3 separate regions of the Sus scrofa genome follow, and regions 1 and 3 are each linked to region 2. A link is a contact called in public HiChIP or PLAC-seq data. All regions are on one chromosome and are shown on one strand. Each heading gives the region's core, a stretch centred on a gene start, on an enhancer-like site or on the middle of the called end of the contact. The rest is flanking DNA. Distances are from core to core; before and after follow the strand shown.

Region 1 (3,791 bases), core at 621-3,120, 110 kb before region 2:
GATGTGTTATTGTCTCAAGGCAACCAAATCACAAATGAGCAGCTTAGGACAACAATGGAACTTTCTCACAGGCCAGAGGTAGTCAGCAAATCTAGTAGTTAGCAGGTCTGCGTTCCCTCTGAATGTTCTCTGGGCATGTCTTTCCTTACCTGCTCCAGTTTCCGGTGGCTCCAGGCATCGCTTTGGCTTGTGGCAGCAAAACTCCTTTCTCATCCATCCTCACATCGCCTTCTCTTCTTTCTGTTCTTCCCTCTACTGTCCTTTACAAGGATGCTTATCAGTGGGTTCAATACGGCTTCCTCTAAAATCCTTAACTGTAATGACATCTGCAAAGAGCCTTTTGCCAGATAAGTTTCCATTCGCCAGTTCCAGCGGTTAAAATTGTGGCGCGTCTCTTTGAGAGCCACCTTCAACCCACTACAAGACCTAATCACACACTTACATCACAGATTGAAAAAGGAAAAACTAAGCAAATAGGACATGTTCAAGAAATGTTAGCCCTCATTCTTTTTATGATCATCGAACAGCTTCTTGGTTTTTAATTTCGATGTTTATTTTTGCTAGACTATCCGAACTGAGCAGTGGGCTCTATAAAATTAGACCTGAGGGGGGCAGTTGTAGGACTGCATTTAAACATTAAGATTTAAGTGATGTAAAAGATATAAAGTTATAATGCCTTTGAACATTTCATGTGAGAATCATGGCTTCTCTCCCCAAAGTGGCTTGGAAGCCATGGAGCCTCTATTATCAGGATACATGCAGATCATAGAGCTTTAAAGAAACAATATTTCTCATAGTTTTAGCAGCCAGGAAAGGTCATGAGGGATCAAGGATGCTAGTGAAATGCCAGCCACTCCACTCTATAAGATTTGGAACGAGGACTGCTATTAGAGAAAACCTTTTATTTGAGACTGAAATAAATGGAGAGTATTTCTGGGCTTTGGATGTGCCGTTTTTTGAACAAACAATTCATTTGATTAAAAATGAAGTCAGTGAAATCAGTAGAGCATGACTTCAGGATTGTGGGTCTTTACTCGGATTCTCATTGAGAGGACTGCACTGCCAGCGATAATTCTGCGCCTCAGATCCCTCTTCTGGTGGAAGAAAGCCCACCCCACCCCCCAGGGAGCTCAAACTCTCCTTGAGGGTATTTATTCCGAACTCCCAACTCAAAACTGTAGCCTTCTGAAATTCCTTTCCATTCGTTATTAGAGATGGCATTTGTCCCCTTATAAGTTTTCTCCCTCTTTCATCAGTTCTTACCTGTCCACCCCAGGGCAGGCAACACCGATCTGGTTCATACTGATTCTTCAGTGTGTTCTGAGCACCTGCCAACACTCCAGACCCTTTCTGGGAGCCATGGGGGATGAGATGTCGAGTACTGGTTTCTGTCCTTCTGCCTCTGTGGATGTATCCATTCGTCTGTCTGAGCCTGTGTCTGGCTCTTGTCATACTGTGATGAGCAGTCACTAAAACACTTTCTGAATCTTAATCTAGTCACTTCTAAAAGAAAGCTGAACAGCTGAGGCCAAAGAAATAATCAACCACTAAGGCCAGAGAAATTAATAGATCTAGTTCTCGTTCATGTCTGTCAATAAAGGGCTCTAAGAAGAACCAGGTTTGCTTCTGCATAAACTCATCAAGGAAGCTTTGTGTGTGGCCGTTGGTACTGTTGTAGCAATTCCTGGTTGCAATTCCTGGCTAGTATCTGCTTTTATTCCTCATGCCACTTAGGGATGAGATCTGAAGAAATGATACTATGATGAAATGATACTGAGGATGACAATTTGGTCATTCTTACACAACAATGCAGCAAAGAGGATGAATGTTTGCTCTTGAGGCCTCTTCTCACAATGGACACCAGAGGGCGGTGCTTATATGAAGAGATTTTAGCATCAGGCAGAGAAGCATGTTTGTCTGCAGGAGCAGGGTGCCTTTCATGTTTGAAAGATTTTTCTTCACTTTCCTTCCCAGGCATTATGTATCCATCCTTCAAGGTCCAGCTCAAATCTTTTAGCTTCTAAGAAACCACATCTAGGAGTTCCCGTCGTGGCTCAGTGGTTAACGAATCCGACTAGGATCTATGAGGTTGCGGGTTCAATCCCTGGCCTTGCTCAGTGGGTTAAGGATCTGGCATTGCCGTGAGCTGTGGTGTAGGTTGCAGATGCGGCTTGGATCTGGCATTGCTGTGGCCCTGGTGTAGGATGGCGGCTACAGCTCCGATTAGACCCCTAGCCTAGGAACCTCCATATGCCCTGGGATCGGCCCTAGAAAAGGCAAAAAAGACCAAAAAAAAAAAAAGGAAAGAAAAGAAAGAAAAAGAAACCATGTCTAACTCTCCTGGCGGAATAAACTGCCCCTCATGGTACTTTAAATAAAACTTGATTTTAGGCACTCTGGTATACAGTGGCACACCTCTAATAAGCCTGCTCATGGTTTACCAAAGTCCCAGCACCTGCTCTTGCCTCCTGTGTACTTGTTGGTAAATACACATACCCTGAAAAATCACCAAAACTACTACTATTATGTCTGCTATTATTAGCCAACCAATCACTTTAAAGCTAATCATTTCAAAATACTGATAAGCTATCACTGCCTGTAATACTCTTTGACTCCCCACTGTTGACACTAACCAGCTCTAAACATAGGTTAACTCCTTCAACGCCAGGTTAACACACCACTTTCTAGCAATGGCATTTCTTTCTAGGAGGAGCTAGAGCACTGTTGTAAAGCATCTTTCTCCAAAGGCCATGGCTGGCCGATGGACTCATCATTCTCAAGCCCTTCTTCTTCCTCTTCCTGCTCTTACTGAGGACACCTTCTAGGCATTGCGAATGTGTTGAAATTCTGTTGGCCTCCAAATGGGGTGGGCACTATGTTTCTTTTCCATGAGTTGTGGACAGGAAATGCTCAAGACAAAACCATTGAAAAGTGGGCTTGGTTGCTCTTAAAAAGTAAGTCTGCTTTTTTAAAAAAAGAAAAGTAGGCTGGTGGAGCGGGAAAGAGAAGTTGCTGGTCAGTGGGTATGAAGTTCAGTTGTGTAAGTTGAGTAGGTTCTTGAGATCTGCTATACAAAGTATCTCTGCCCATAGATAATAATACTGTACTGCACACTTCAATGTCGATTAGGTGAGTAGACCTCATGTTGAGAGTTCTTACCACAATAAAGAAAAAGAAAAAAGGAGAGAGAGGGAATAAAGTGGGTTTTTCTTGCCCTGTTAAAGCATTTGCCTCTTGGGGAGTTCTCTTGTGGCTCAGCTGGTTAAGAACCTGACATAGTCCCCACGAGGATTCGGGTTCCATCCCAGGCCTCCCTCAGTGGGTTAAGGATCCAGCGTTGCCACAAGCTGCAGCATAGGTGGCAGATGCAACTCGAATCTGGTATTCCTGTGGCTGCAGCATAGGCTTCAGCTGCAGCTCTTGTTTGACCCCTAGCCTGGGAACTTCCATATGCTGCAGGTGCAGCCAAAAAAAGAAAAAAAAAAAAGATTTACCTTTTGTTCTTCCACACATGGAAAGTACAATTCCATTAACGACTATAAGAAACAACATATATCTCCAGACACCAAGAATTCCCCAGAGGTCATGAGTCTTTCCTTGTGTTTTTAGAAACAGACACACAAACCAATAGAAGCTACAGCAATGGGACTGAAACATGACATGAAAGGCTAGTAATTGTGTGTGTGTGTTTATAATTTGAATGATCCTAGAGCTTTTTTTATACATGATAGGACATAACTTTTATGGCTTCAGAAGACTCACCAGGAATCACTTCCTTGGGGCCAGCTGTA
Region 2 (3,751 bases), core at 214-2,713:
AGCTGGTGTGAGAGGACTTAAAAAAGTACAGTCTGGACCAAAAAAAGTTTTCTGACAATGTTCTGTATCTAGTGTTCGTATTTGCTATTAGTTTCATGTGTGTTTGTGCTGGGATATCAAAAGGCATGAAAATAACCTCTACAGAGATGGTAGATGTCTAAGAACAGCAAAAAGGAAAAAAACAAACACCTGATGGCAGGGGGGACTATGAGGAAATAGAATCTTTAGGTGAAGGTGACTTTGTCCTTAAATATCACCTCCATGGGAGTGCTCACCTGACAGACTACCTGAACTAGAATAGTCATTAATTCTGGGTCTGTGTCTCCTACAAAAGTGAGAATATCCAAAGGACAGGAATTCTTCCTTGCAGAATCCCCTGCATGCCTAAGAGAATGCCTGGCACATAGTAGGTGTACAATAACTACTTATTATACTTACTGCATAAGTAAACCGAATGAGTGGAAATTTTTAAAATGTAATAATCCTGTATGGGATCAGAGTGGTTTAAAATCAGAGAATTGCAATGACCCAGAATCTCCCAACACAAACTAAAATGGTCCATCAAACTAAAATGATGCAGATCATCCAGAAAAACACTTAGGATGGTAAAAAGTTAAATTTTTGTTAACATTTCCTCAAGCGAAACTTTGAGATCATACACATTGCATCTAACTTCTTAATGGACACGTGGTTCAGATTTGGGCACCACTTTCTAAGCGTTCCCATGCCCTCAAAAACATCTTTTTTGGACTTGGATACTTGGAAGTATCAACTCCTGACTGCAGAAGGTGAAGGGGGGAGTTATGGAATAGCTCTGGGAAGGTGATTTTTGAGCTCAGATCTGAAGGATTAGTCGCTGTCAGCATTGCAGTTTCTGGAAAAGTTTCCAGAGGAAGCAGCAAGGGCAAAGGCCATGAGGTGGGAATAGAAGGGTTCCTTGAGCAGAGTGACAATCTGCGAGGCTGAAACGAAAGGTTGATGAAACCGTGGAACTAGACAGGGGACCGACCTCGTGGGCCCTGGAAAGGAGCTTGGATTTTTATTCTCATTGCAACAGAAGCCTGTGGAAATTGCAGCCTAGAAGGTGGCATGATCTGGTTTACCTCTTTCAGAGATTACCTGCTCTACTCTATGGAGAAGGAGACTGTGGCAATGAGGGGTTTTTTCGGTTTTTCTTTTTTTGTTTGTTTGTTTGTTTTGAGAGGGAGAAAGGCCCTTTCTTTGGGAGTTGCATACTGTGAAGAGCAAGGCAACGCTCCTCCAAAACAACTGATCTTTATTCAAAACAGTGAATGTCCACTTTCGCCAAATTTCTGAGCATTCCTTCAGATTCAGGTCCCTCCTCATAGCGAACCCCCTGTAGCTTCACGTTGGGAAGGTCCCATCACACCAGAGGCCTCTGTGAGTCATGATTATGTTCAGAATGACTGGGTATTAGTCACACGCTTTTTGTAGATGCAACTGAAAAGCAAAGCAGCCTTTAAAATCAAGACTTCCTCTTTCTGAAAATAGTTCTGAGAAGCAGTGACAGCTTGGAAGCTGTGTCCAAGTGCTTGGAAGCCTGCATATAAAGGGAGAGAGTGTAGAAAACTGTGTGTAGCTGCCCTTTTGCATCAGGGCCTCCCCACCGTCTTTAGGTCTGTTGAGTTCTTTTTTTTTTTTTTCTTTTTTTTTCTTTTTTTTTTTTTTTTTTTTTTTTTTGTCATTTCTTGGGCCGCTCCAGCGGCATATGGAGGTTCCCAGGCTAGGGGTCGAATCGGAGCTGTAGCTGCCTGCCTACACCAGAGCCACAGCAACGCAAGATCCGAGATGCGTCTGCAACCTACACCACAGCTCACGGCAACGCCAGATCGTTAACCCACTGAGCAAGGGCAGGGATCGAACCCGCAACCTCACGGTTCCTAGTCGGATTCGTTAACCACTGCGCCACGATGGGAACTCCAGGTCTGTTGAGTTCTTTAGTGGCTTTATCCCCAAACATTGTTCACCTTTTCCTGTATTCGCAGTGCCGTAAGGAAAAATAAATGCATTTACCTTATTTACCTTATTCTTTCTCTATGAAAACAATAGAGAAAGCACCTTCAGTCAGAAGAGGGTCTGGTTGCTGCTGAGTTGGAATTCTCATAGAGCGTGAGAAGAAATCTCGTGAGAAGAAATGCAAAAGTAACCAATATATTGAGAATTGCCCTCACTTTAACTAAAGGAAGTGGAAGTCGATACCAAGAAGGGGAAGAATAAACTGCCACTAAGTAAGAAACTGCAATGAATAAAATATGTACATTCAAAATGAAAAGCAGAGGTTCTAGAATAATCCTCACGTATCCCCTGAACAAACGAAAACTGTAATATTGAAGAGTGAAAGTTTTTTTTTTTTTTTAATGATTTTACAAAACTAAGCACTCTCTACTAAAGACAATACATATTTAGGTCAGTAGTGGAAACATAATTTACTTAGGCCTTCTGAGGCTATTAGAAGTAAATCATTTTCATACCTCCTGGATTAGAAGAATTCTCCTATGTCTGCTACCAATTTAAAATGATCATGTCTTTTTATGGTTTGCTGAGGCTGTAAAATAAAAACTTGCAATTACGGAGAAGTGAAAAAAGATGCGTGTTTATCTCCCTCATTTTTTGTCTAAATTTAAAATTGTGTTATTATTGACGCTTAAGAACCTTACTTTAGTGTCTGTGCATAGGAAGGTACTGGAAAAAGACTTTATTTCAGGCTACAATGTAAAATATAAAGCTTTCACACATTAGAAATAAAAATCAGCACTGAAATTTGTGTTCTTGGGAGACAAGAATGTTGTAAAAAAAAAAAAAAAAGTATGATTACAAAGGAACCAAGAATACAATGGGGAAATGACAATGTCTTCAATAAACTGTGTTGGGAGTTCCCACTGTGGTACAATGGGTTAAGGATCCAGTGTTGTTTCTGCAGCGGCTCAGACCACTGCTGGAGCTCATGTACCATCCCTTGCACAGAGCAGTCTCTTAAAGGAGCCAGCATTGCCACAGCTATGGCATGAGTTACAGCTGCAGCTTGGTTTTGATCCGCATCCCAGGAACTTCCATATGCCATGGGTGTGGCAAAAAAAAAAAAAAAAAGAAGTGTTGGGAAAACTGGACAGCTACAAACAAAAAAATGAAACTAGACTACTGTCTTATACACAAAATTAACTCAAATGGATTTATTACTTGAATATAAGATCAAAAACCATAAAACCTCTTGGAAAAAAAACACAGATGGTAAGCTCCTTGACGCTGGTTTTGGCAATGATTTTTTTGGATCTGACTCCAGAAGCAAAGACAACAAAATCGAATATAAACAAATGAGACTACATTAAACTAAAAAGCTTCTGCACAGCAAAGGACATCATCAACAAAATGGAAAAGCAGCCTATTGAATGGCAGAAAATATTTGCAAATCAAATATCTGATAAGGGGTTAATATCCAAAATATACGGAGAACTCATACAACTCCATAGCAAAAAACAAACCAAAAAACAAAAACAAACAAACAACAGCAAAAAGCCCAAAACAAAAACCCATACAATCTGATTAGAAAGGCAGAGGAGGAGTTCACTTTGTGGTGCAGCAGAAACAAATCTGAGTAGTATCAATGAGAATGCAGGTTGGATCCCTGGCCTTGCTCAGTGGGTTAAGGATCCTGCGATGCCTGAGCTGTGGCATAGGCTGCAGATGAGGCTTGGATCCCACATTGCTGTGGTTGTGGCGTAGGCCGGCAGCT
Region 3 (3,575 bases), core at 927-3,426, 84 kb before region 2:
TGTGGTGTAGGCTGGCAGCTGCAGCTCTGATTCATCCCCTAGCCTGGGAACTTCCATATGCCACAGGTACGATCCTAAAAAGCAAAAAAAAAAAAAAAAAAAAAAAAAAAAAAAAAAAAAAATAATAATAATAATAATAATAATAACTGCAAAGAGCTTAGAACGGTGCCTGGTGGGTAGTACATGCTATATTAATGATAGGCTTATTAATTTGGATGGCCTTGAGCAGGGCAGTAGCAGGATCTGTGGCTGCAGAGGGTCCAGGGTCGAAGCAGAGAGACCATTAATCAGGCAGCTGTTGCAATGATCCCAGCAAAAGACCTAGATGGTAGTTGCTGATGTTGTGAGAAGTGGCCAGATTCAGAGATATTTTAAAAGTAGAATGAGTATAGGTTGCTTACAGATTGAACATGAAGAAGGAGAGAAAGAGAGGAATGAAGAATAAATGTATGGTATTTTGGTTTAGGGGTTTTTTGTTTGTTTGTTGACTGAACAACTAGAGAATTGAGTTCCCATTCAGAAAGGGAAGACTGAAGGAGAAGATTTGGCAAGAGAGTTTAAATTCGCTGTAAGACGTGTTAAGTTTGAAATGCCTGTTAGGTCTATAGATGAGAAATTTCAAGTAAAAAGTTGTATATATGGTTCTGAGTTCCAAGGAACAGTCTTCAGAGGAGATTTAATACCTGGTAGAGAAACAAATACCAATTAAGTGATTGATGAATGAATAAATGACCTCTCTTCTCATTTTTTATAATACAGTTTGTCAGTCCATTTCTAGTTAATCATATTTTTAGCTATTTCATTGAACTTTTAGTTGTTTATTTACTTCACTATGCATATATGTTTTTAATCTCACTGGTAGATGGGAAACCCCAAGTAGGCAGGTACTAAGCTGGCCCAGTGATGCCCAGCACAATTTGCTTTGATAGACTAAAATTTGAGTATCATTGAAATTTTTAAGTAAGTAACAGTGATATGAAAAGCTCAGTTGATAAAGTTGCCTTCTTAACTCTTCATTAAAATGTCCAGGACTAAGTTAAGAATAGAGAAAGCTACTACAATAAACACAAGGGTTTGAATGTTGACATTCTTCAAAAGGCTTTGGCACTCAAGTTGTCATTGTACCAAAGAATCTCATTGCTGAGTCTAGGTTCTGAATCTTTATGCAGAGATCAGCTTTGGGCTGGCATTGATTATAGTTTGGCTGCACAGTCTACAGTGGAGAGGCTAGGAAAACATTAGAATAAATCACTGTAGGCTCTTGGCCTTTGCAAGGGACACATGAGTACTATCATCTGAGACTATTACAATAGCCTATTAAAATTCAGTGAAGTTTAACTGGGATAAGATTATGAAATTCCTTCAAAGTTCTCATTTATCTCTTCCTCAAAAGTTTTTTCTCTGATAGGAGAATTAACTGAAATATTTTTCTGAATTGTTTGTCTTATGTCCTTTATTGCACATTTTGTTGAAAGCCTCAGATATTAATTTAATTTATGGAGATGTGCTCTTTTCCGGGGAACGTCCATAGATTTTGGATGCCATTTGCTAATCATCAACCCTAAAAGCTGGCCCCCATTTTCAGGCCTATTCCCCCCCCCAAAAAAAGGAATATTTACCCATTTACTTGATGGAGGATAGAAATCAAACAAAAAGAAGGCAAGAAGCAAGTGCTAGGTAGGCTGCTAATCTCTCTCATTATATAAGAAACTCTCATGCACAATTTAAGGGTCTTAAGAGAGAAGCATTTTTAAAAATCCACGAGTCTCTGAAATATTAGAAACCATAAAATTTATTTATTCTTCATTTTTGACTGCCTTGTGACATATGGAGTTCCTGGGCCAGGGATCGGATCCGAGCCACAGCTGCAACCCACGCAATAGCTGTGGCAACACCAGATCCCCTCAACCCACTGTGCCCAGAAGGAGTCCAACCCTCACCCTGGTGCTATGGAGACACCACCTTTCCCATTCAGGAACTGCAGAAACCATACAATTTAATTTGTGAACGCTAAGGATATCGTGTCTGTAGCATGCCGAACTTGGCTTTATCTTTAATTTTGGTTGAAGATAGATGAAAATAAAGGTAGCCTGACTTGTGGTGAGTTGGGGAGGGAACTCTCTTTTCTGAGTCAAGGCTGTGCACTTATTTCAGAACTGGGGAACCTCGGTTACTCCCTGAGACCTGCATTAAAAATCTTCCCATGGTGGTTGCCAGGTCCAGGGCTCTGATGCACTGTGGTAGATGGGTCAGATCCCGCCCACGGTCTGTCTTTGTAGGCCTGATGAACTAAGAACAGTTTCCACGGTTTTAAAGTTTTATAAAACAAAACAAAAAAGGAAGAAAAAGAAGACTATGCAACAGAGGCCATATATGGCCCACAAAGCCTAAAATATTTACAGTCTGGCCCTTTACAGGAAAAGTTTGCTGGTGAATGATGTGGACTCAGCCAAAAGGGAAACTTCTCTCTCTCTCTCTTTTTTTTTTTCAAACTTAGTTGATTTTTGCAATGTATTCACTCTCTGCCTAACTAGATACAAAGGAACTTGGGGTTTTTCTGAATGTCTTTTGTTCACCTGAGGGTCTTCGAACTGTTGTGATTCAATGGCCATTTGGAGTCAGAAAGCCCAGTGTCCTGAGTCTCAAGTCTTACACTTAAAAGCCCCTATGACCTAAACGTGCAGATTCATTTGTCTGGGTTTGTGAAATAGAGACTCCATCTGTCCTGTCTGTTGGAACCACCAAAATGTTTATTTTTATGGAATCGTTTTGTAAGGTAGTACGCATTATACCAGGACAAAGTCTTGCAGGTAAGGGGCCAATTTAAGTACCAAAGAGTCTCTGTAGCTCACTATACCAATGAGAGTTCATTAGCCATTGGGTGACTGACTCATCAGTGATGGGAGGCAGTTTACACTAGAGTTTTAGTGCATTTGTTCCGCATCTACCCCAAAGCGTGGTACCATGAGTGTGGCCAGAAGAGAGGGTCTCTGAGGGTATTGTCATGCTGCTACTTGATCAGCTTTTTGACCTTCAGCACACCTCTGCATTTGTGTTCTGTCCTGTAGATTAGGCACTGTAATCCTCCCTTCCTGGTCCCGTTCTTTGAGAACCAGGGATCAGGAAGAAGGCTAAATGAAGGAGATGAATTATTTATGAAAATAATAATGCCATCTCTTTGGAACATAGATTTGTTTACATTTATGTCCTATGAATAAAATCAGGACCAGAGAGAACTGTACTATGGGACCTACTTCAAGGGAAATCAAATAATCTCTCTTCTTACTCTACAATAAATATTCTAATTTAATAAAATGTTATTACCAAAGGGAGTTTAACATGTTTTGCCCAGTTTTAGCTTTATGCATGCAGAGGAAATGACGTCCAAACATTCTAAATCCTGAGTAAATGTTCTTATTTCACTTTAGTGAGGTTGAATTTTAAACATACTAATGGAAGATTCCCCTGGGATAGGAAGCTTGTGTAATGGAGTGTGATTTGAAATGGTTTGCCATAGTTGAATGTAATGTGGAGTTTAAAAGCACAGGGAACCCATCAGTTATTTTTTTCTTGTG

What was found. HiChIP or PLAC-seq counts read pairs in DNA pulled down with a chosen protein or histone mark.
Region 1: a contact with region 2 is called in an H3K27ac HiChIP or PLAC-seq map of alveolar macrophages. The contact joins two enhancer-like sites. A contact is called at or near these places in 11 of 47 Hi-C or Micro-C datasets (alveolar macrophages, blood, embryonic fibroblasts and 5 more) and 1 of 2 datasets of contacts at active chromatin or transcription factors (alveolar macrophages).
Region 3: a contact with region 2 is called in an H3K27ac HiChIP or PLAC-seq map of alveolar macrophages. The contact joins two enhancer-like sites. A contact is called at or near these places in 2 of 47 Hi-C or Micro-C datasets (omental adipose tissue and subcutaneous adipose tissue) and 1 of 2 datasets of contacts at active chromatin or transcription factors (alveolar macrophages).

Annotation. Positions count from the first base shown.
Region 1 is chr15:126,664,525-126,668,315 of Sscrofa11.1, reverse strand. The region is part of intron 1 of DOCK10 (dedicator of cytokinesis protein 10); the gene reads left to right. Among named protein-coding and RNA genes, the nearest start is that of DOCK10, 45 kb to the left of the region's middle. Within about 2 kb of position 1,870, at least 4 of the 83 cell types and tissues checked have an H3K27ac peak or open chromatin away from gene starts, as enhancers often do. A contact at or near this core is called in alveolar macrophages, where this site is marked.
Region 2 is chr15:126,558,058-126,561,808 of Sscrofa11.1, reverse strand. The region is part of intron 4 of DOCK10 (dedicator of cytokinesis protein 10); the gene reads left to right. Among named protein-coding and RNA genes, the nearest start is that of DOCK10, 150 kb to the left of the region's middle. Within about 2 kb of position 1,463, at least 16 of the 83 cell types and tissues checked have an H3K27ac peak or open chromatin away from gene starts, as enhancers often do. A contact at or near this core is called in alveolar macrophages, where this site is marked.
Region 3 is chr15:126,643,427-126,647,001 of Sscrofa11.1, reverse strand. The region is part of intron 1 of DOCK10 (dedicator of cytokinesis protein 10); the gene reads left to right. Among named protein-coding and RNA genes, the nearest start is that of DOCK10, 67 kb to the left of the region's middle. Within about 2 kb of position 2,176, at least 2 of the 83 cell types and tissues checked have an H3K27ac peak or open chromatin away from gene starts, as enhancers often do. A contact at or near this core is called in alveolar macrophages, where this site is marked.